Regions from separate parts of the Mus musculus genome. Here region 1 is linked to region 2. The links are chromatin contacts, called in public Hi-C maps. All regions are on one chromosome and are shown on one strand. Each heading gives the region's core, a stretch centred on a gene start, on an enhancer-like site or on the middle of the called end of the contact. The rest is flanking DNA. Distances are from core to core; before and after follow the strand shown.

Region 1 (3,782 bases), core at 506-3,005, 140 kb before region 2:
TTTTTGTGACCCTTCTAGAAACACCCTCACACTTCCCCCTTCCTGGCAACTGCTGAAACAGAGAAGAGCAGAAGAGCATCTGTACCTGTAATCTGGGTTGCCTCTAAAATGACCTGCAGTCCTCTGAAAGATTAGAATAGAGCATACCCCTTTTCTGATGCCATATGATACCATCAGCCCGTCCCTCTTCTGAGAACTCTCTGGCAGTGTACAGTCAAAACAGCCAGCGAGCTCTGATATGCAAAGCCATTTCTCTTAGAATGACCTTGGATCATTGTAATAGTTTGCAAAATTATTCAACCGCCAAGCAAGGAGACAAGTTCCCTCTAAACCTGATAGCAGGGAGCAGAGCCCCGTGGTTGGATTTTGGTTTTTTTTCCCCCCTCCTCTAAGCTTCCTAGTTGCTTTGACTGTTTGACTCTTGAAAATGAAACAAGTACCCCTGGGGACACAGAGCCAAAACCTTGTACAAATTCAAGGAAGTGGCCAATCAGAGAAATGAACCTGGTCGCATCAAGAGTTGACATGTAAGTTTTAGTCACAGTTCAATGAGGAAGGAAAGTTGGCACACACATGGGAAATACTAATGTTCTTGGCAGTTCAAGGAAGGGAGACAGGGAGAGCAAAGGAGGGAGGGAGGGAGGGAGAGAACAAGCAGGGAGGAGAGAGGGAAGGAGAGGAGGGAGGTCTTTAGTGGCTGGTCAGTCCAGGTAAGACTATGGAACTAGGTTTTTAGGGCTACATACAACACTGTGATAAAGACAGGCAGAAAGAAATTCTGGGCTAGGGACACAGTAGGGCAGGCTAGGAGCCAAGATGTGACTAAGCCTTGGTCTTTTGGACAGTCACACAAAGGTTTCTGGAAGTCAGTTTGTTCTAGTCCACTGATAAATTAAAAGCATACCAAAAGTTTTGTCTACATGCTCAGTTTTATGGTAATCATTAGCCCTCTACATTTTAAAGCTAATAATACTCAAATATTAATTTTATTTCTTATAAAATTGATTACTAATGATCATTATTTGACCATAGGTAGGATTTGAATGAAAAGACAAAATCTGTGATTGATACAAAGGAATAGAGGACCCCATATAATTTCTGGCTGTGTTTGAGTGAAGATGGCTTATTTTTGTAACTCTATTATCTAGCTGACTTGCTGAAATTTTGAGCAAGTTTCTTTTAAATACATCAAGTATCAGCTTCATTTAAAAAAAAAAAAACAAGATGGGAACCTCTAGCCCACAAGGCTATATGAAGAGCTAAGGGGAAACGAAACTTTAGATAGAAGAAATAAAAAATAACCTTATTATAAAGATTAGTTCTTAAAATGATTGATACAGTGTATGTGCGTATGTGTGTGTCGTGTGTGTGTGTGGTTGTGTGGTTGTGTGGTGTGTGTGGTGTGTGTGTGTGGTTGTGTGGTTGTGTGTGTATGTGTGTATGTGTGTGCATGATTTTTATTTTTTTTCTGGAGCGCAGTCGAGTGCAATACACTTCGATTTATTTCCTTAAGTCCTGAGCTGGGGCTTCTTTGGTGGAAGGAGGTACTTGCTGCTGCTGCTGACTGAAGAATAGAAGTCAATGAACCATCCAGTCCAAGCCAATTACTGATTTGACTGTGAGGTAAAGTGGAGATAGATAGAGATTAGAATCGGAAGGTCTAGGTAGGGAATTTAAGGAGGCATGAGGAATCTCTTTCAATTCACCAAACCTCCATGTTGTGGTTCGATGTATACTTTCAGAAGAGTCCCTGACAATCCTTGAGGTGATTTTTAAAGTTTTAGGACAAGCAGCCTTCAGGATAAAACAAGAGTGCCTTGAGAGAGCCTATAGAAAGCAATTTGAAATTGTGGTCAGTCCCTGGTTTTCTTCTTGCCATTTAATTATGTTGCTAATTATCGGGGCTGTTGTCTTCCTTCACTAGCCACTGGGCTCAGGCTTACACAGGTCATTAACACACTCTTCCTGTTCTGGCTTCTTCTATTCTGAAGAAGAAGGCGGCTGGAGAGCACTCCTCCCACATAATTGCAACCCTGCTAGAAATGGGGGATAGGGAGGGATGGCCGTAATTAACAGTCACCTCTGATGACTCAGGCCTTAAAGCTGTGGCCTATGTGTAGGGAGGCTAGGAGAGGTGAATGAGCATGCTCATTTGGACAGGTTCCATACCCTCACTATAGAAGCATCTTTCTGGTTGCCCTCCAACAGAGGTGAGTACGGATCCCATTAACTGCGCATTAACTGCAGCTGTAGGTGTTGGGGACATAGGGGAGAGGTGCTCCACAGCCTCAAAATACGAACACCAACTCTGACACATCTCCAGTTACTCCTAAAATAACAAAAGTCGATTCTTTTGTGGGTTGCTGGAAGACTTTCGTTTGTTTTATAGCATGCCCCTTGTCAAGAAAGCTTTAAAAAAACCTTACATGTTATTAACAATATACACAAAACCAAAGAGCGGATAAAAACACAGTGCTGTAGTCTGACCCTATGTTGTGTGGCTCTGTCATCCATTTATATGATTTAATCATCTAGTTTAAAATCATACTGGTTGTTCTTCATGCTGCTGCTGCTGTTGTTTCTGATTTTCAGACACCACCTGGATTTTCTTTTATAATGTTTTTTTTTATAATATGGGAACAGAAATAGTGAAATATCATAATTTATAACTTTGCTCATGACACTTTGGAGATGAACAATGAGACTAGACTGTAAACTGCACCATGCAGTGGTATCTTTAAATTCTGGCTTCTGTCCTGATAGATCCCTGAGTGACTATAGTCAGGTCACTGGAGGCTATGGGTGGGACCATTTTTTTTGGACCAGGACACATCAGGCTCTCAAATTTCTAATCCTCCTTCTTTGGAACAGACACACTATGCTAACTCCAAAACAGTTGTTCTCAGAAACTGATGGAGAAAAAAAAATATGGCTGTGGTCAGTCTACTGACTCTGAAACCACTTATTTATTGCCTTACTATTAATTATTTTCTAGAAATAAAAAGACTCTAATCGTCTCCCCTCCTCTCTGCTCCTCTTTCACTTTCTCTCCCCCTTCTCTTTTTCCTCTTCGTCTCTCCATCCCTCCCTCCTCCACTCCCTCCTTCTCTCTCTCCTTTCTCTCCTCTTTCCCTCCCTCTATTCCTCCCTCCTTTCTTCCTTCCCTCTCTCTTTCTCCCTCCTTTCTTGCTTCTTGCTTCTGTACCTCCTTTTGCCCTCTTCCACATATCCACTTCCTTCTGGTTCTACAAGATGTCTCCTAAAAAGACAACGCAGATAGAAATGACCTTGCCAGCGTCACTCATAAATAGAAGGTGACTTACAAAGTCTTCACCTCGCCTTCTGGAGTTGAGTAGCTGACCCCATTCCCAAGTGGCCGTGGTAGCTAATCAGAATGACCTGATAGAAATTGTTCAAAACTGTGCTCCATTTTATCTCCTGTTGCTCTGTTTCAATAGATATAAGATTAAAACGTGTCTCAAACAAAATAAAACAAAACCCACTTAAAACTAAAACAACAGCAATCTGCTTAAGATAAAAAAAATAAAAATTGTATATAATTACCACCAAAACCTAAAGTTTCTCCCCATAAACACAAAAACGACCTGCTTTGTTTTAGGCTGCTTGCTTTCTTTCCACTGAGTTTGGGCTTCTTGTTCTGAGTACTTGGGCAGTGGGACTTACTCCTCTTCCTGTCTTCTTTAATGTGGACCCTGAAGCACAGAGGTCTGGCCCAGGCCAGGTGGATATGAGAAAGCCTGGCCTCTGTTTTGGATCTGTGA
Region 2 (4,101 bases), core at 1,524-4,023:
GGCTCAGCAGATGAGAGCACTTGTAATTCTTGTAGAAGCCTAGACTTTGACCGCAGCACCCATAGGAAATAGCTCACAACAGTCTGTAACTTCAGCTCCAGGGAATTGTGTACTCTCTTTCTCTTCTGACCTCCAGAGGCATCTGCAAATGTCTGCGCGTGCACACACACACACACACACAGAAATAGAAATCAAATAAATCTTTTAAGAATCATAAAAAACCAAAATTTTACAATTAAGTTTAAAATGTCATGTCCTTTTTGTTTGTTTGTTTGTTTTCAAGACAGGGTTTCTCTGTGTAGCCCTGGCTGTCCTGGAACTCACTTTGTAGACCAGGCTGGCCTCAAACTCAGAAATCCTTCTGCCTCTGCCTCCTAAGTGCTGGGATTAAAGGCTTGTGCCACCACTGCCCAGCAATGCCATGTCTTTTGTATATAGGATTTTCATGGGAATGACTAAAGAAAAAAAAAAAAAAAACGGGCGTCAGGAAGGGAATTTTCAGATCATGTTGGGATTCATATATAGCAGTCACATCTCTAAGGAGCACAGTGATAAAGAAATGCTTTAACTCTGTAGCTTTCTTTAACATAACAGTTAATGAACCATAACAGCACAGTGAGGGACCGCAGCACGCGGGGAATTCTATTCCCTAGACTGCCTGCATCGTCTTCAGACTTGCTCAGTGTCTACATTCCTAGGCAGAATCCTGTCTCAGTCACAGAAAATGTTGAAGGCTGTGTGTTTGATATGCACTAAGTACACAAAATGAAGGAAATGGATTATGAACTAGAAAATTCTATATCTCTCTTCTCTTTTCTCTTCTCTTCTCTTCTCTTCTCTTCTCTTCTCTTTTCTTTTCCCTTTCTTTCTTTCTTTCTTTCTTTCTCTTTCTTCCTTCCTTTTTTCTTTCTCTTTCTTATCTTTCTCTCTCTCTCTCTCTCTCTCTCTCTCTCTCTCTCTCTCTCTTTCTTTCTTTCTTTCTTTCTTTCTTTCTTCCTTTCTGGTAAAATGAGCCAATGGACACTTTTTCACTTTGAAAGTTCTCTCCAAAATTTTAACATGCCATCATGCCAGCATCAGGGACCAAACTGAATAGAGACTAGAAATATACAGTCATCTTGGATCCTTCCTCGCTTGTTTGCACAGCTCTTCAAAGATTCAGTCTGATTTATGACCCATCTGAAATAAGAGAGTTTTTATTAACAAGTCAATCATGATATTGTTAAATGCTAAATAAAATCTACTGTGGGTATCGGATGAGAAAATGTACTGTCAGTGAGCGGTATATTTCAAGTCCCACCAAAATGGAATTCACATGAAATTTTATGTGCTTCAGAATAGAATAACCCTGATTCATGCAGGGAGATCTTAAACGCTAATGTATGCATATTTATGGAACGCAGAGCTGACACTTGGCACGCTGCCTCCCCAGGACTGCTTCTGTAAACCTCAATAAGACCCACCTGTTGCCGCTTCCACGAGCCCTCTGCAAACTCGAGGCATGCAAAGTACCCAGGGCCGCCTTTCCAGTGCGATTTGCAGAAACCGGTCCTATTACCTTGGACACACACCAGAGAAAACAAAATAGCTCAAAGCCATGGGAGAGAAAGAAGAGAAGTGGGCTTACTAAGTCAATATCCTGCTTCCCTTCACAGCTACTTTTTCACAGGGAAAATGGCTGCCATCACTGTGTGGTCCTTGCCTGAGATTGTGGACACTTTTCTAACTACACTGCGCACCCGTGTGCCTACGACAGAGGCTGCGTCTCACTATGTCCATGCGGGGGCGCTCTTTTGCAGTCTCTCTGCAGACCTCAGGAGTCTAAGGTGCGATCAGGAGAGGCACTTCAGTTGCTTCCTTTGTCTGTAACTTTTAAGCTCTAAGAGCTCTGTGAGCTTCCATTTTTTATAGATAGATTATTTTAAAGGAATCTTTCTGTTAAATGGCTTAAAGGCCAAATTAAAAAAAAAAAAAGAAAGAAGGAGAAAAAAAAAAAAAGAAAAAGAAAAAGAAAAAAAGAAAAAGAAAAAGAAAGAAACTTAGTTTTGGCAACCATCCCATATTGCTATAATTCAATATTGTAATTTTTTTTGAGCCACAGCCTCTAAGCACCAAATTATTATTTCGCTATTTTCTTCTGCTCTTCTAAATCCTTATAAAATTTAGAAGCATAGTACATGCTGGTCCCCCACCCCCACCCCCCTGTTCTTGGACAGCCTGCTCCTCAGGCTCTCAGTGGATGTGGCTGGTTTCTTTTTCCCATTTCTTTCAAATTGGGCCCACATGGCCTTCTGACTGAGCAGTCCCTCATAGAGGAAAATGGGATTTTCATCCATGAGAGTAAATTGTTGTTAGGATTGATCTGTTCTAGGGAAACTGGAGTCTGCTTCTTGGTCTCTGGCTACAGTGAAGGAGAAAGTGAATATAAGTGGTCAAGAGGAGAGGGAGAGAGAGAGAGAGAGAGAGAGAGAGAGAGAGAGAGAGACGAAGGATCAGGAGAGAGCATGAGAAATGTATCAACACCTCTGTCTTCTGTGACCCTCCTGTCTGAGACATTAAGTTTAAATATCCAAGTGGGAGATCGGAGGGTAGGTTACGTCACCTTATGGGGACTATCAAGGAATTCCATGACTTCTTTGGTGGTTTCATTTTCCCTTTTGGCGAATTTGTTGCCTCCTGAGCTCTTTTTCTGTTTTAGAACTCTGTGTTATTAAACATCTCTCAAAGCTAGCGTGCCACCAGCATTGGTGGCAGGTTGGTGATGTGGAGACACAAAATCTCTTGCGATACGGTGGTGTTTGCTTGTGTTTGTTTGTATGGGATGCGATGGGGGATCTCTTTCCTGTTGCTTCTCAGTTTCATGACACGGGAGGTTGCAGGGGGAAAAAAATCTCCCTTCAGCATCTCCTTTCACTAAACTCTTGAGGATGAGGAGGCGAAAAGGGGCTTAGTGAGGGGCTATTCTGAGAGAAGGGACATGGCCCAGTTGCTGCCTCCTCCTCTATACTGATACAGCTAACCTCTTATCTTCATCTCCTCCTGCCTGGGTCCTGTATCCTCCGTTGTACTTCATCCTATAAAAGGCACATATCGATGGCTTCCTTGATGCTCTCTTGAAGCCTAAAGACCTTCAGAGTTTTCTGCTCCTAATTTTCCACGTTTTGGATTGGTTTTGTGAGATTGAAAGAAACTTCAAGAAACTCTTTACAAATAGAAACTAGATCTGCCTTTCACAACCAATTTAGGCAAATACCAAGGACACTTGGGAAGTTTATTTAGCTACACAACAATCATCAGGATGGAATGATTTAATCATCTCTCCCGAAATGGAAATTTGAATAATGACATAATCTCCACGTTCAGAAATCTTGAACTGCTTAAACACACGTCCTCTTGGGGTGCAGTCTTCCAGCATCTCACCCACCTGTGCGTTTGGAAGGATTAGCTGAAAAGCTTCAAATTGCACACCACACGGCACGCATGCCATGTGGGAAACACAGCATATAGAAAACAACATTTCTAGCTTTCAAAACAAACATGAAAAGATATTATGCAGGATTGCTCTGGGAAATGAGAGGACGTGATGGATGCTGAGTGGGGAGGGAGACCACGCTGGCCTGGCAGTGGAGATGGCTGGACGGCTGGATAGCTGGACGGCTAGATGGGGTGTCTTTTGATCATCAGCTGATTGGGTGGAGCATCCTGTCAATCTTCCATAACCACCTACAATATGCTCCCATTCTGGATATTTGTGCTTGTCTTTTAGCAGTGAACACTGCCACAAAATATTTTATTTTAGTCGTAGTAGGGTAATTGTTTTTCTTGAATCCCGTGAGAAGCATGCCAGCTAAGCAGTGTCTGGCAGAGACCTTTCCAGTGAAACCTTGAGAGGCTCTGAGAAAGTCCAACCCCAAGGCCCACTTGGGAAATAGAAACTTAAGATGATCAGAAGTTTTGCTGTTTTCCCAAGTGTTTTGATATTTTGTATAATTAGGAAGATCTGGGAGTATGGAAAGAGTTTCTAAAACCTTTGCATTCTCTTGAAAATATTTTACGTGGCTGCCGAGAGAATGCTTTCTTTTCCCTAGTGCTCCTGGCAAC

The links. A called contact is a pair of places that touch in the nucleus more often than the background predicts.
Region 1: a contact with region 2 is called in a Hi-C map of the N1E-115 cell line, with 2.4 times the contacts expected there. The contact joins two enhancer-like sites. A contact is called at or near these places in 5 of 484 Hi-C or Micro-C datasets (the 3T3-L1 cell line, the HPC-7 cell line, the N1E-115 cell line and 2 more) and 1 of 115 datasets of contacts at active chromatin or transcription factors (embryonic stem cells).

What each region holds. Positions count from the first base shown.
Region 1 is chr1:78,145,179-78,148,960 of GRCm38.p6, reverse strand. All of the region lies in intron 4 of Pax3 (paired box 3), which reads left to right. Among named protein-coding and RNA genes, the nearest start is that of Pax3, 50 kb to the left of the region's middle. Within about 2 kb of position 1,755, at least 14 of the 459 cell types and tissues checked have an H3K27ac peak or open chromatin away from gene starts, as enhancers often do. A contact at or near this core is called in the N1E-115 cell line, where this site is marked.
Region 2 is chr1:78,006,608-78,010,708 of GRCm38.p6, reverse strand. No RefSeq gene overlaps it. Among named protein-coding and RNA genes, the nearest start is that of Gm26263, 110 kb to the right of the region's middle. Within about 2 kb of position 2,773, at least 8 of the 459 cell types and tissues checked have an H3K27ac peak or open chromatin away from gene starts, as enhancers often do. A contact at or near this core is called in the N1E-115 cell line, where this site is marked.